2 separate regions of the Sus scrofa genome follow, and region 1 is linked to region 2. A link is a contact called in public Hi-C data. All regions are on one chromosome and are shown on one strand. Each heading gives the region's core, a stretch centred on a gene start, on an enhancer-like site or on the middle of the called end of the contact. The rest is flanking DNA. Distances are from core to core; before and after follow the strand shown.

What was found. Hi-C and Micro-C count contacts between places; a contact is called where the count stands out from the background.
Region 1: a Hi-C map of liver shows a contact between it and region 2, with 2.4 times the contacts expected there. The contact joins the promoter of ARHGDIA here to the promoter of MAFG in region 2. A contact is called at or near these places in 1 of 5 promoter capture datasets (liver), 9 of 47 Hi-C or Micro-C datasets (blood, heart right ventricle, liver and 3 more) and 2 of 2 datasets of contacts at active chromatin or transcription factors (alveolar macrophages and skeletal muscle).

Annotation. Positions count from the first base shown.
Region 1 is chr12:1,112,086-1,114,883 of Sscrofa11.1, forward strand. It overlaps ARHGDIA (Rho GDP dissociation inhibitor (GDI) alpha), which reads left to right and starts at 1,310. Exons shown (of 6, transcript NM_001201384.1): 1 at 1,310-1,356. It overlaps LOC110255935 (a long non-coding RNA gene), which reads right to left and starts at 1,219. Exons shown (of 2, transcript XR_002336921.1): 1 at 1,117-1,219; 2 at 1-884.
Region 2 is chr12:1,067,729-1,070,428 of Sscrofa11.1, forward strand. MAFG (transcription factor MafG) reads left to right here and starts at 1,346. Exons shown (of 3, transcript XM_021066420.1): 1 at 1,346-1,420.

The DNA.
Region 1 (2,798 bases), core at 60-2,559, 44 kb after region 2:
CCACGGCTGCGGCCCTAAAAAAAGCGAGAGAAAAAAAAAAAAAAAAGAATAAATAGGAGTTCCCCTCGTGGCACAGTGGTTAACGAATCCGACTAGGAACCATGAGGTTGCGAGTTCGGTCCCTGCCCTCGCTCAGCGGGTTAAGGATCCGGCGTTGCCGTGAGCTGTGGTGTAGGTTGCAGACACGGCTGGGATCCTGCGTTGCTGTGGCTCTGGCATAGGCCGGTGGCTACAGCTCCAATTCAACCCCTAGCCTGGGAACCTCCATATGCCGCGGGAGCGGCCCAAAGAAATAGCAAAAAGACAAAAAAAAGACAAAAAAAAAAAAAAAAAAGAATAAATAAAGTAAAAGGCACTTGGGTTACTGGAAAGCAGTTTGGCAGCGAGGCAGGACGCCCGGCTCTGGCGTTGCAGCTTCCAGTAACAGGACGCCTGCGAAGCACATCCCAGGAACCAACCAGCTTGGAATGCTCTGCCTTTGGCCAGCTCAACTTTCTACACAGAAAGCTGACAGTATTCCCCAAACTGGCGCAAGTTGAGACATTTCCAAAAATACTAAGATCAGTATTTCGCAGTTCTATCGCTTCTACCGCCTAACAAGCCGATGCGCCATCCAGGTGAGCGTACGTGACCGCGCCGTGGAGCGGAGGGCTTGGACCCCACGCGGAGAGACGAGCGCTGGGGGCCCTCGGCAGCGCGGGCTCCATCCCGCCGGCCACAAATCACGCGCGCCCCCAGCCCCGGCGCTCCGGGTGGAGACCCCGGGGGACGGTGGCGGCTGAGCCAGGGGCTTCCGGAGTCACGAGCGGCACAGAGCCGCTCCCGATGCTGAGTTTCTCTTCGTGAAGGAGCGCTCCCGGCAGGGCGGCCAAACGCTGACGGGTCTGGAAAGGAAGGAAAGGCAGGGACGGCGCGCTGGTTTCGGGGACGGGGGCTGCCCGACTAGCGCGTCCCCGCGGTGTGACGGCTGCGTGCCCGAGAGACACGCCTGCGCCTCGCGTGCCACGCCCACCGTCCGCGAGCCACTGCCTCGCCCCTTTAGCTTGCGGGTTGACCCGCGGGGACGCCCCGGACCAGGAAACGCAGGTGCCAAAGGGCGCAGAACCCCAACCCTACCGGCCTCCACAGGGCTCCCCGCTCGCTGCCCACGCGGGACGCGCCCACAAGCCGGGATCTCAAGATGGCCGCGGCGCGCTCCCAGCAGCCCCCGCGCACGCATGCGCTCTCCGGAGCCCGCCCGGCGCGAGCGGAAGTCGCGTGATCCCGGAAGTGGCCGGCCGGGCGCGCGCGGGTGGGGCGGCGACGTTCGTCATTCCGTGCGGGAGGGAGCGCGAGAGCGGCGCGGTCGAGGCTCCGGTGAGCGCGGGCGGCGGGGCCGGCTGGTGCGGTGGGCTAGCGGGCGGGGCAGCCGCGGAGGGGGAGGCGGGGGGCCGCGCCTTTGTTCCCGCCGCCCGCCCCGCCCGCCCCGCCCTCCTGCCTGCCCACCCGAAGGGTCTGCGCTGGGCGGGGGCGGCGGTGACAGCGGGCGGCGGCCGGGGCGCCGGGGCAGCCCACGTGCGAATCGGGGACGCCGGAGGAGGGAGGCGGCGGCGAGGGAGCTGGAAGGCGAGAGGTGGGGGCGTAGGGGCCGGGGGCGGGAGCTGGGGATGCACAGAGGTGCAGGCCTCTTTTGTGGTCGCAGCTCGTGCTCAGCGGCTCCCTCCTCGCCGGTGCACGCCAGCCTGCTCCGGCCGGACGCCCACTCGCCTGAGCCGTGTGGCCCCCGCGCCCCACCCCGCGCGCCTGCCGCGCCCTGTCCAGATTGCGGGCCCTGCAGGAAGTGCGCGCCGCGCGATCGCACTTAGAGGATCCTGTCGCCTGCGGCCGCGCTTGAGTGGCGTTAGGGCGTGAGCTTTCTAGAGGAATTCCAGAGGAAGCGACTAGGAGGTCTGGAAATACGGGCCGGGCCCCACCCTGCCTTCGGCGGCCGGGTGGTTCCGGGTCCCCCGCGGCCCTTTGTGAGATCTTGTCCGCGCGCACATCCCGGCTTTGGCTGTCTTTACGGACAACGGCGGCCCTGACCCACCTCCCACACCACCGAGTCGGGTCCGAGCGGGTTTCAGATACTGCTCGGGGATTCCGGGGGGGGTATGCGATGGTCATTCTTAGTGAAAGAAGACCAGTGGCTGCCCTATGCACTGCTCCTCTCTTTGATGGCACTGCTGCGAGCTCTTCTGGGCGAGGATCCCGAAGGGGGCTCCTGAAATTCCCACACGTCTAGAGCAGTTTCCAAATTCTAGGTCTCTGAACCCTCACAGCTGGAGATAAGGTTGGCAGACATTTAGGGTCCCTCGTCCATTTCAGGATTTATCTGTGCGACTCAGGCTAGCCCTGTCATCTGAGCCTTAGGAGAGCCTTGTGTTTGTAGGGTGAGAAAGAACTAACTTGTAGCCTGCACAGACATTTAGGACAGGCCTGAAGGAACAGACCGATCAGCAATAGTCAGTAGGAGGGATCTCTTGAGGTGAGCCCCTGGGCGATTCAGGACAAGCAGCAGGACTTGGTCCTGACCCTGCTAGGTAGGTCTGGGGTGCTGCTGCTTCCTGGAAGCAGGGGAGCTGTCCCTGGTCTTTGCAAGGGGCAGGCTGGGGCCTCTCTAGCCCTGGATACTGTGGACCTGGAATTGGGTCCCCTGAGGTGGGCAGGATGAGGAGGTGAAGGTGGCCCTTCTGGGCCTCGGGAGACTGTTTCCGGGCCCTTTTCGACGTTCTGGCTGTCATGGCCTTCCTGTTACAGAGGATGCGCCTGCTCTTGGGCCC
Region 2 (2,700 bases), core at 96-2,595:
CTCCGTGCTGGAGGACACACCCTGTCCTCAAGAGCCCAGATGATAAGACCACTACATGCAGCCCTGCCAAGCAAAAGGTGACAGAGTGCTTTGGGATTCAGAGGGAAGCTACTGGAGTCTGGCAGGGAGGGTTTCTGACACCTTGATGCTCCAAGGCTCTAGGGGCCACCTGGGTGGCCTTTGTCGTTCCTTCAGTGGCACTGAATTCCCATAAGGATCCTGCCCTCGTCCCTGGCTCCTCCCTCTTTCAGCTCATCTGATCTCACTGACCTGTCTGGTGGGGGGGGGCGCGACCCTTCCTGACCTCACACCTGAGAAGAGACGTCCAGAATCTGGAAGTAGAATTGGGTCCCTTCAGTTTCCCTTCTTCCTTTCCAGACCTCTTTCTCTGGGGATTTTGAACAGAAGTGAGAAGTCCTTACAGAAAGTGTAGAAACTTTCTGTAAGGGTCCATGGGTCCATGGACGGGGACCTAAGCTCGGGGCAGACGCTGGTGAAACAGAAAGGAAAGGCGCACCCCCTACATCAACTATGAATTCAACAGATGCTTACTGATGCCCACATTCACCGCACCCACTCTGAGCCAGACGGGTTCTAGGAGCCGCCTGAGCCCGGTCCCTCATGTGAGGTCTCGGGATGCTGGGTGAAGACAGACCACACTACTCAGAAGCCTTGGAGGCGGCCTTGAGCTTCGGACAAACCCTTCGCCTCCCTGAGCCTGTGGGTCTCCTGTGAACCAGACAGCTGTTCCTGGCAAGGCTGAGGCCCGCTCCGCAATTACGGAGGCAAGGCATGCAGAGCCTGCCGGGGAGTAACAGAAACACCATGAGGACCTTCTCCATAATGCGTACGGACCTCGGATCCGCAACAGAAAACCGGACACGTGGCCTTTGCAACGTCTGCGCACAAGCCTCAGGAGAGCTTCAGAGGACCACGAGGCCCCGCCTCAAAGGGGGCGTGGCCGGACAGGGAGCGCGCGCCCGGGCCAGTCCCGCGAGACCTCACCCATCGGGCGCGGCGCGCGTTGCCAGGGCGACGGCGCCCGGCGCGCAGGCGCAGTGCCGGCGCGCTCTGCCGCCCGCCGCCGCCGTCGCCGCCGCCGCGCCTTCCCCTTTAAGCCCCAGCCGGTCGCGTCGCCGCTTCATGAATGGAGCCCACGTGACCAAACATCATGTGACGTCTGAGGAGCGGCGGCGGGCGGCGGCGGCGGCGGCGGCGGCCGGCGGCGGCGGCGGCGGCGGCGGATCCCGAGCCCCGAGCCTGGTCCGGCCCGGCCTTCCAAGCGCGCTCGGACCGGCCCGCGCAGGCGGCGAGCCCCTACCCCGGGCCCGGAGCCCCCGCGCGGCCCACTCCCGCGCGGCCTCGGAGTGCCCGCCCCGCCCCGCCCCAGCCTCGGCCCGCCGGGCCCGCAGTGTGGTGGGTGAGTGCGGCGGCGGCCGGGCCGGGGCAGGGCGCGGGGCAGCTGGGGGCTCCGGGCCGAGGGCGGGCTTCCGCGGGGCCTCGGCTCCTTCGGGCGTCCGGGGCGGCGCGGGCCGGACGCTCCGAGCTTCGGCTCTGCCCCGCGCCCTGCTGGCGGCCCGTGCCTCGATTTCCCCACTAGTCAGAAGCGGCTTCCTGCCCTTGCGCCTGGGGTGCTCGGGTGGGCGCGGGGGTGCCCACAGGGGCGGGGCGGGGCTTGCGCGGGCTGGCTTGCTGGGCCGGGGCGTCCTGGAGGGAGGGGCGGCCGGGGTGGCGGGAGGAAAGGGTGGGGTCGATCGGGGAGCCCAGGGCTCCGCGGAAGAGCCTGGCCGTCCCAGCCTGAGCTGCTGATTCATCAGGTGTCTGTGTTAACGCCTCTCGGACGCGGGGGTCCTTGGAGGCCGGGGGGAAGGGGGCGGCACGTGGGGGGTGGCTAGGAAGACCCTCCCCGCGCCGACTTCGCTCTGTCACACTCGTGCCAGAGCCCAGAGGGAGACTTGCTGAGTCATCAGCATGAGGTCACTCGATGCTTGTCCTGATGCCTGGGGGGATTTGAGCGAGGGGCTCGAGAGGCTGGAAGCGAGAGGTGAGAGCTAAACCAGGGAGTGGGAAGGGGCTAGGCCCCAGGCTGGGGTGCCTGCTTAAGTTCGGGCTGATGTGCGTGTTGAAGGTTTGGGGGGTGAGTAAATGGAGGGACCGCTATTCTTATTATTCTGGGGTAGAGGGTGAAGACCCTGGTCCGTCCATCCCCTCCCCGGCAGGCTTTTCTCAGGCTGCTGGTCCCTGACCCGCGTCTGGGACAGTTCCCCAAACTGGGAAATAGTTCTCTGAGTGAGAAGAGGGAGGAGCTTAGGGGGGCTGTGCTTGCGGGCTGGGAAGCCGGCTTTCCTTATGACTGGTCTGGTTGGCCAGGCTGGGCAGCCTCTGGGCGGGGAAGATGGGGAGACAGTGGGAGAAAGAGGGGTGCCTGTACCCGGTTTCTGGGTAACAGTGGACAGGGCAGGGGGCATGTAGGTGCAGCTCTACCAGGAAATTGCCAATGAGAGGAAGCAGCAGGACTTAGACTTCAGGGGAGTTGGTGTCTGGTGAGCAGGCCCTGCCTCTCTTCACAGCCCGCCGTGGGGTCTGGCTCGAGGCTGTGGGTGGCGGTAGCTTGGAGGGCACCCACCTTCAGGGCACTGGACTGGGGTGGACGGCATGGGCTGAAGAATCTCAGTCACCCCGGATTGTTCTGGTTGGGCT